2 separate regions of the Mus musculus genome follow, and region 2 is linked to region 1. Evidence: chromatin contacts called from public Hi-C data. All regions are on one chromosome and are shown on one strand. Each heading gives the region's core, a stretch centred on a gene start, on an enhancer-like site or on the middle of the called end of the contact. The rest is flanking DNA. Distances are from core to core; before and after follow the strand shown.

The links. Hi-C and Micro-C count contacts between places; a contact is called where the count stands out from the background.
Region 2: a Hi-C map of uterus shows a contact between it and region 1. The contact joins the enhancer-like site here to the promoter of 9130015L21Rik in region 1. A contact is called at or near these places in 1 of 15 datasets of contacts at CTCF or cohesin (the NIH/3T3 cell line) and 2 of 484 Hi-C or Micro-C datasets (peritoneal macrophages and uterus).

The regions. Positions count from the first base shown.
Region 1 is chr2:160,015,134-160,018,278 of GRCm38.p6, forward strand. 9130015L21Rik (RIKEN cDNA 9130015L21 gene) reads left to right here and starts at 1,520. Exons shown (of 4, transcript NR_040499.1): 1 at 1,520-1,618.
Region 2 is chr2:160,065,182-160,068,742 of GRCm38.p6, forward strand. No RefSeq gene overlaps it. Among named protein-coding and RNA genes, the nearest start is that of 9130015L21Rik, 50 kb to the left of the region's middle. Within about 2 kb of position 1,985, at least 48 of the 459 cell types and tissues checked have an H3K27ac peak or open chromatin away from gene starts, as enhancers often do. A contact at or near this core is called in uterus, where this site is marked.

The sequences.
Region 1 (3,145 bases), core at 270-2,769:
AACCAGATAGACATATCAATTGACCATCACATGGGGTTCCTGCATTAGACGCTTCCCATTTGTTGCAGCAAACCATTGACTCTGGCACTCGTGGCGAGCTCCTGGACAGGTAGTCACAGAGAGTCAGAGCAAAGCAGCCTGAACAAGCTTACCCTTCAGTCTGGGAACTCTGGCCACACTTCCATTTACATGTCACCCAAATTGACACTCATTAGACACTAAAGAATCAATGAGTGATATTCCACGCAGCATCTTGAGTGACAGCCTCTTTACAGCCCAGACAGCAGTGTGGTTGTCTTTAGTGATGGAGACTCTGCGGCGGAAAGGGCAACCATTACCAGTAATGGAAGACACGTGGACCATGAGAAGCCCTGATGTGCAGACAGCTCTGAGTTCCTCACACCCTCTGAAAAGAGTTGGCAGCATCATTATTGTCAGCATCTTTGTCTTTAAAAGATGTTTGTTCTAAGCCATTACTTATACACCATGAAAATATACCAAGAAATATAAGTTATAATGTAAAACGGTAGCCATTCTGAGTACAAAATTCTACCCAGGTGAGCAGAATAGTGACTACCTTTGAGCAGAGGACACTCCCCAGCTACCTGTCCAGACACCGGAGTCAGATCTCAGCCCCAACATTTGTTAGTGTAGTCTTAGATAAATCCCAGCACTATGTGAGCTGCATCTTTACAATTGTCAAATAGAGGTAACAATAATACATGCTTTTGAGTGGTGAAGACAAAATATATGTTATTTAGAAAAAATTACATAGAGCAGAACAAGACCATACTGTTACTAATATTATATGTCTAACTTTTCATCTCTCTGTATTATAAGGTATGATGCGCTGAAATGAACCCCTTTTCTTTATAAATAGTCTCAGTTATTTTGTTACAGTTATCAAACACTAATACACAGATTCAGCTGAAGTCTAGTCTCAACAATATGGGCCTTAGGATCTCTGAACAGACTTCAGAATTCTCACTTTGAAACAGGGAGTCTGGTTTCTCTATTTCCATATTACTTGGCCACTAGCTACTGATCACCTTCTGGGGAATCTCAGCAAGGGAGATCTGAACAAGACAGTAATAACATGTAGGATAGCACAGAGATATTCAAGACATTGGACCCGAGTAAGATCCGAGGAGTCATTCATACACTGTGTATAATCTAACACAGAAGGGCTATTTATCCCATCAACAAATATTTATTGAATGTGAACTCTATTCCTGGTAAGAGGACAGACGCTGAGGATCTGAGGATTGAGTGTAATCAGACGTGGGATCCCTAGTTAAAAGAGTTTACATTCCAGAGATGGAGACAGACATTAACCAAATGCACCCATAAATAAACACAAATTTACAACTGTGTGCTTATTGTGAAAGGGGAGAAAAACATAATACTCTTGACTGGAAAGAGGATTTGATGGACAAGAACACCCAACCCCCACCTCCCTAAGAGTGGCAACGAAGAAGAAGAGATGTGACGCATGAGCTAGAGAGAGCTTGGATCAATCAGAAGGCTCCCTTAGCCCAGGTCTAGGATCTTGGAGCCTGTCTGTGAGGTTAAGCACCGAGGGCCCAGAAGTGGGGATGGCTCTTGCAGAAAAAGAGAGGTAAGAAACAGAAGTAGCAGCGTCACCGTTGCTCTTCTGAGAACACTACTAAGAAAGCAGGCCACTTGTCACTATTTTGACTGAGACTCTAGAATTCTCTATTTTGAAAACAAGACTATTTTTATGCTTTTCATATATCCTTGGACTGGCTACTTTCTGTTTTGCTTTGATGTCTTTTTTTTTTAAGCCTTTGAAAATCCCTGCTTGATTTAGTTATGCCAAGCCAGGAAAAGGGGGTGCGTCCTGACTAAGTCTTACAGCTAAACAGAGGGAGGGTGACAGGTATGGATATTGTATATATGTATGATCCCAGGAGCGTGTGTGTGTGTGTTTGTGTGTGTGTGTGTGTGTGTGTGTGTGTGTGTGTGTGTGTGTGTGACATTTGTGTGTGCATGGGAGTGTGTTTGTGCCTCCTCTTTGATGATCAAGGCAGGAGGTGGAGAGTGGAGGTGGGGGAGAGGAATGCACAGGGCAAGTGAGGGAGGAGGAGGGGTGCTCATTGCTGCTGCTCAGCCCATTATTAAAGAGAAACAACATTCCCAGCAGGAGGCAGAAGGGTAATAAAACCAGTGGCTCCACAATTTATGATGCTAACTGAGATTCCATAGTTTGAAGCAAGACTATCCCCTGAGCATCAAGGTCAACAAGCCAGCAATGCCCTGGCTTTCAAAGAGCTCCCCGGTGCCCACCTATTAATCAGCCCATTGCTGAAAATGCACCAATGAGCTCTGCTCTGGAAACATCATTAATAAGCAGGGACAGGCCAAATTGCTAAGAATTCCAGGATAAGGGCAGAAAGGCAAGGAAAAAAAATATTTATATACACATATGTGTGTGTTTGTATATAGAGTGTAGCCTATTATGTATACTTGGGCCATCTATTACAGAGGTCATATATAAGTGTGTCTATTCATTTTCCATATATTTTATTTTCTATGAGAAATTTTCAGGCTTTAGAACCTTGCCAGATGGAATTACAGCAATTGTTCTTCTGCAGAGACTTCGGGAAATTAATGAGGTTCGCACGGAAAGCCATGAGAAAATAGAATTTTTTTTTTAAGTGCTCAGTTTCCAAAAATACAACAGCCACAATCCCAGGGAGAGCGATCAGTTTAGTGGCTAATCTTAAGGCCCATCAGTGGCCCCAGCATAGCTTTTGGGTTATTGCGATTCTGAATGGAGCTTTAATCAGCTTAGCCCAGCCTGGGCGCCAAGGGCCTGCAGGCAAAGGGCATTTCCCTGCAGATCTGCTGGAAAGTGTCTCCTCTGCTCTAATAAATGGATCATTCTCTCCCCAGCTCCATCCTGGAGTTCCGAGCTAAACTTGCTTTTGTGTTTAAGAAAGCAAACAGTAACAGCAAGGAAACTTCTACCATCTCAGCCCCAAAGGGAAGGAGGAAAGCATTGTCTTTGTAGAGAGCCTTTAATACTTTCTGTTTGGACTCCAAGTTGGAAATCTCAGCCCCCAAAATATGGTTCTGTTTTAATGTTCTTTCATCAAAACTTTCCCTAGATTCTCCCATTCCC
Region 2 (3,561 bases), core at 735-3,234, 51 kb after region 1:
TTTTTCCCTGTCTTTGCCAGCCTTGCTTATCCTTACCTTTTTGATGATAGTGGCACCACACTAAGAGATATGAGAGGGTATCCTGTTGAGGCTTCTGTTTACATTTCTCTCACAGTTCAAGCTACAACTGCTTAATAAAGTATCCAGGCAATCCAAAGTCCGCGGGAGTCTGAGTAGCCCTTATTATATAATATGGATGTCAACCTAGGACTGAAGTCAACCTTCTTCTCTACCTTCAACTTCCTCACATGCCCTTGAAATGACACTTTTGTCATTTGGCCCTTTGGCCATAAGCCCTCTCTACTTATCACTAAGAAATGCCTGCCCTTCTTTCCTGGCAACTTGCTTAGCATACCTCTAGAAAGCCTCCCTTGGCTTTGAAAGGCTGACCAGTGTTTGTGCTCCCTCTGTGTCCCTAAAAGCCATTTGTTTGTCATTATATGACATAGCCTCACTTCTTCACTGGTGTCAGAGCATCCCGAGCCACCCAGGCCAGGTCTTCTGCTCTAGATTGTATAGGAGGGGGTTGGGGGGGGATAGGTAAGGAAGGAAAAACTAACAATGAATGAGGCTAATGTCTCCATCCAGAATTTGCAGGTGAGGATAACAAAGCTTGCAAAAAATAGTAGTGATGCACTCACTGTGCTTCTGATTAATGGCAGAGCTGGACTTCAGCCTCTAGCCCTTCTGACTGCAGAGGTATTGTTAAAGGTATCACACTGAGAGCTTCAGACAATGGTCATTAAGCAGCTGATGATGAACCAAAGATGCACTTCTACAGCTGGGCCTCTCCAGTCCCTTTGGTCCCCTCTCTCTTGCAGCACATGCATTCCTCTGAGCCACGCCTTCTATCTGGAGTGACCCTGGTCTGAACCCCCGCAGTATCATGTTTGGGATCCATTCACCACTTAAATTTGCAGGCTTGCTTTCCACTTCCACAGAAACATAGTCAGAAATGACCCTGCACCAAACACCCATCAGAAACCTGTGTGCAATCTGTCTTTATTACTACGAAGAAAGGTTGTCCTGCGAGGCACGGAGCAGGAGGTGGGGGAAGGAGAAATTAATTGAATGTCAAGTTTCAATTGTTGAGTCACTAATCTAATCGGTGACAACTTTAGCCTTTTCGATGTACAGCTTAGCTTTCCAAAAAAAAATTAGAAATATCCTCTTTTCCAAAAAGCTATTGGAGAAGAGATAATTACCCCAATACAATCTGGGCTTATTCTCAGAGTTGTGAGCTCTTTTTTTCTTTTTTTTTTTCCTTTTAAACACGACAACATTTCCTACATGTGTTCAATGAAGCTGAAAATGCTATTTTGATAATGGGCCCACAGAACGTTTAACAGGCCGGGATGACAATGTGAGACTTTCTTGGGGAAACAGGAAGCAATGGAAAGCTATAATAGGAGTCATTAGTGGGGACTTGGGAGTCTGCTGGAGACACTGGTGCAATTCTCAGCTTTACTGTTTTCTTAATAAGGCTCTTTGGAGATCAGATTCAAAGTGTCATGTCACCAAACCCCAGGCCCTGAGCCCTGTCCCTGCATTCAATCAGAGCCTCCCCGTTGTCCAGATAGAAGCCCCCTTCTACAACCCCTCCCCTCAGTCAGCCAATGTTGCCTGAATTCCTACCATAGTGCAGTTTCCCTCTGAGCTACTGACAGTGAGCTAAAAATAACCTTTGTCCCTATACTCCCCAGCCCAGAAGAAGACAGACAAAAAGGAGAGAGTTGGTGGGGTTTTGTTTTGTTTTGTTTTGTTTTGGAGTTGGGTTCTGTGTGAACTGGTAGCACATGCTCTGTGGGAGTAGAGACTACGGAGCAGTCAAGTCCATGGTCTTGAAAGATGAGTAGGGTTTCCCCAGTGTGAGAAACTGAGACTCCTTCATCTGGCTTCATGCCCACTCTTGCCTCTGAACTGAGGCCAGAAAGACGGAATCACATGCTCAACCTTGGAAATGAGAGTGAAGTCCAAGCTCTGGAAATTCACTGACTGAAAATAGTTCACTAAGGAGAAGGCAGAGCCATTCTATTAAGCAGAGTGAACAGAGCAGAGGACGGGCAGGAGAAAATGGGATCTGTATACCAAGCTGGTTAGCTCTTAGAGCTGTCAGCAGAAGCCAGACCAGCTCTGAAGCCTCCTTGACACCTAGAACTGAGCCCCAAAGGGAGTTACTCCCAGCAGAGTCAGTCTCCACCAGCCTTGGTTTCCTAAATCAAAGCCAGTTCTCTTCTAGACAAAGGGGAGCAAGCATGTCTTTCAAGACCTTGGTTCTCTTAGAGGACAGGGAGGTAAAAATTACTTTAATCTTTCTTTCTGGTCTCTGGAATAATGAGGAAGAAGACAACCAGAAGCTGGGCATCTGTAAAAACTAAGGCACAGCCTTCTTCAGACAAGGTAACCATGCTAAGTAAGCGGCCAAGGTTCAAAGAACTGATAAGTGATTGCCTATATGGTGAGTTAACATACTTAAGTACTCTCACACACAAATAACGTAATATTCCACAGACAAAGATGTAAATAAGGTTGATGTCTGAGAAAGTTTGTGGTCCTAAGAAGCAAATTCCAAATTAGCTTTAAGACTGAGAAAAGAAACGGTAACTATGAAGTCCAGGAGTGACCATAGAACTGATAAGATTAAAAGTATTCTCAATGAGGAAAGAAGAGGCAGTCCGAGTGGTCCCCAGCTAGCAAAGCCCTATGACAGGTACAGTCACATAGAGAATGGGATGCTCTTGTCCCTTTAATTGATGTCCTAGTCCTGGAAGCCGCCTCCACCCAAGTTCAGCAAAAGCACACGGCTGAGTTTTCCTTGTGGTTGCTTTGGTTTGGCATGTCAGTTAATTTTGTTTGGTGGAAAAAAAAAACACGAAGTGGCTGGTTCTGACGTCGAAATCTGTGCGGTTCAAAACAATGATCGCATGGTAGGGAGCAGGCGGCTGTGAGTCAGAGAGATTATGGAAATGCAGCAAGATGTTGTGAAGGAACACGGAACTGGGGACACTTGAGGGCACCTATCCCAATCTCAGCAGCCTGTGCTCCTCAACATTTGAGTCACACAAGGCAAACATCAAAAAAAAAATGTAAATAAATTATTTCAAAAAGCTCTTTGAAGTAGTAATTAGCATCATTTGAAAAAAATCTGCTCAATTTTACCTTTTGATTTTCAAGTAGCCTTTTAGCTTTGTGCATGTAACTAGTGCCTCCCCAATACCTTTATTATACATAGAAAATTCTTTCTATGTTATGTTGTCCTCATTTTCATCGTGATGGGGTTTCTGCAACAGCATTTGGTAGAAGCCGTGAAGGAACACTTCTGTCCTAAGTCGGAAGTGTTGGTGTCTGTCCTTAAGTCCCGTGAAAATGGAAACAAATACTAATGAAGAGTTCACAGTTGAAGATGAAGAGAATAAACGGAGCCTGGCACCTGAGAAGAGAGCAAAGTTCTGCCATCACAGTATGTGGTGCTGACGTCGCATCTCCTGAGCTCCACGGATATGAGAATTCTACTCATCCCATTTTTTCTTCTCTATGTTCCCAAGAATCTGGAGACGTGGC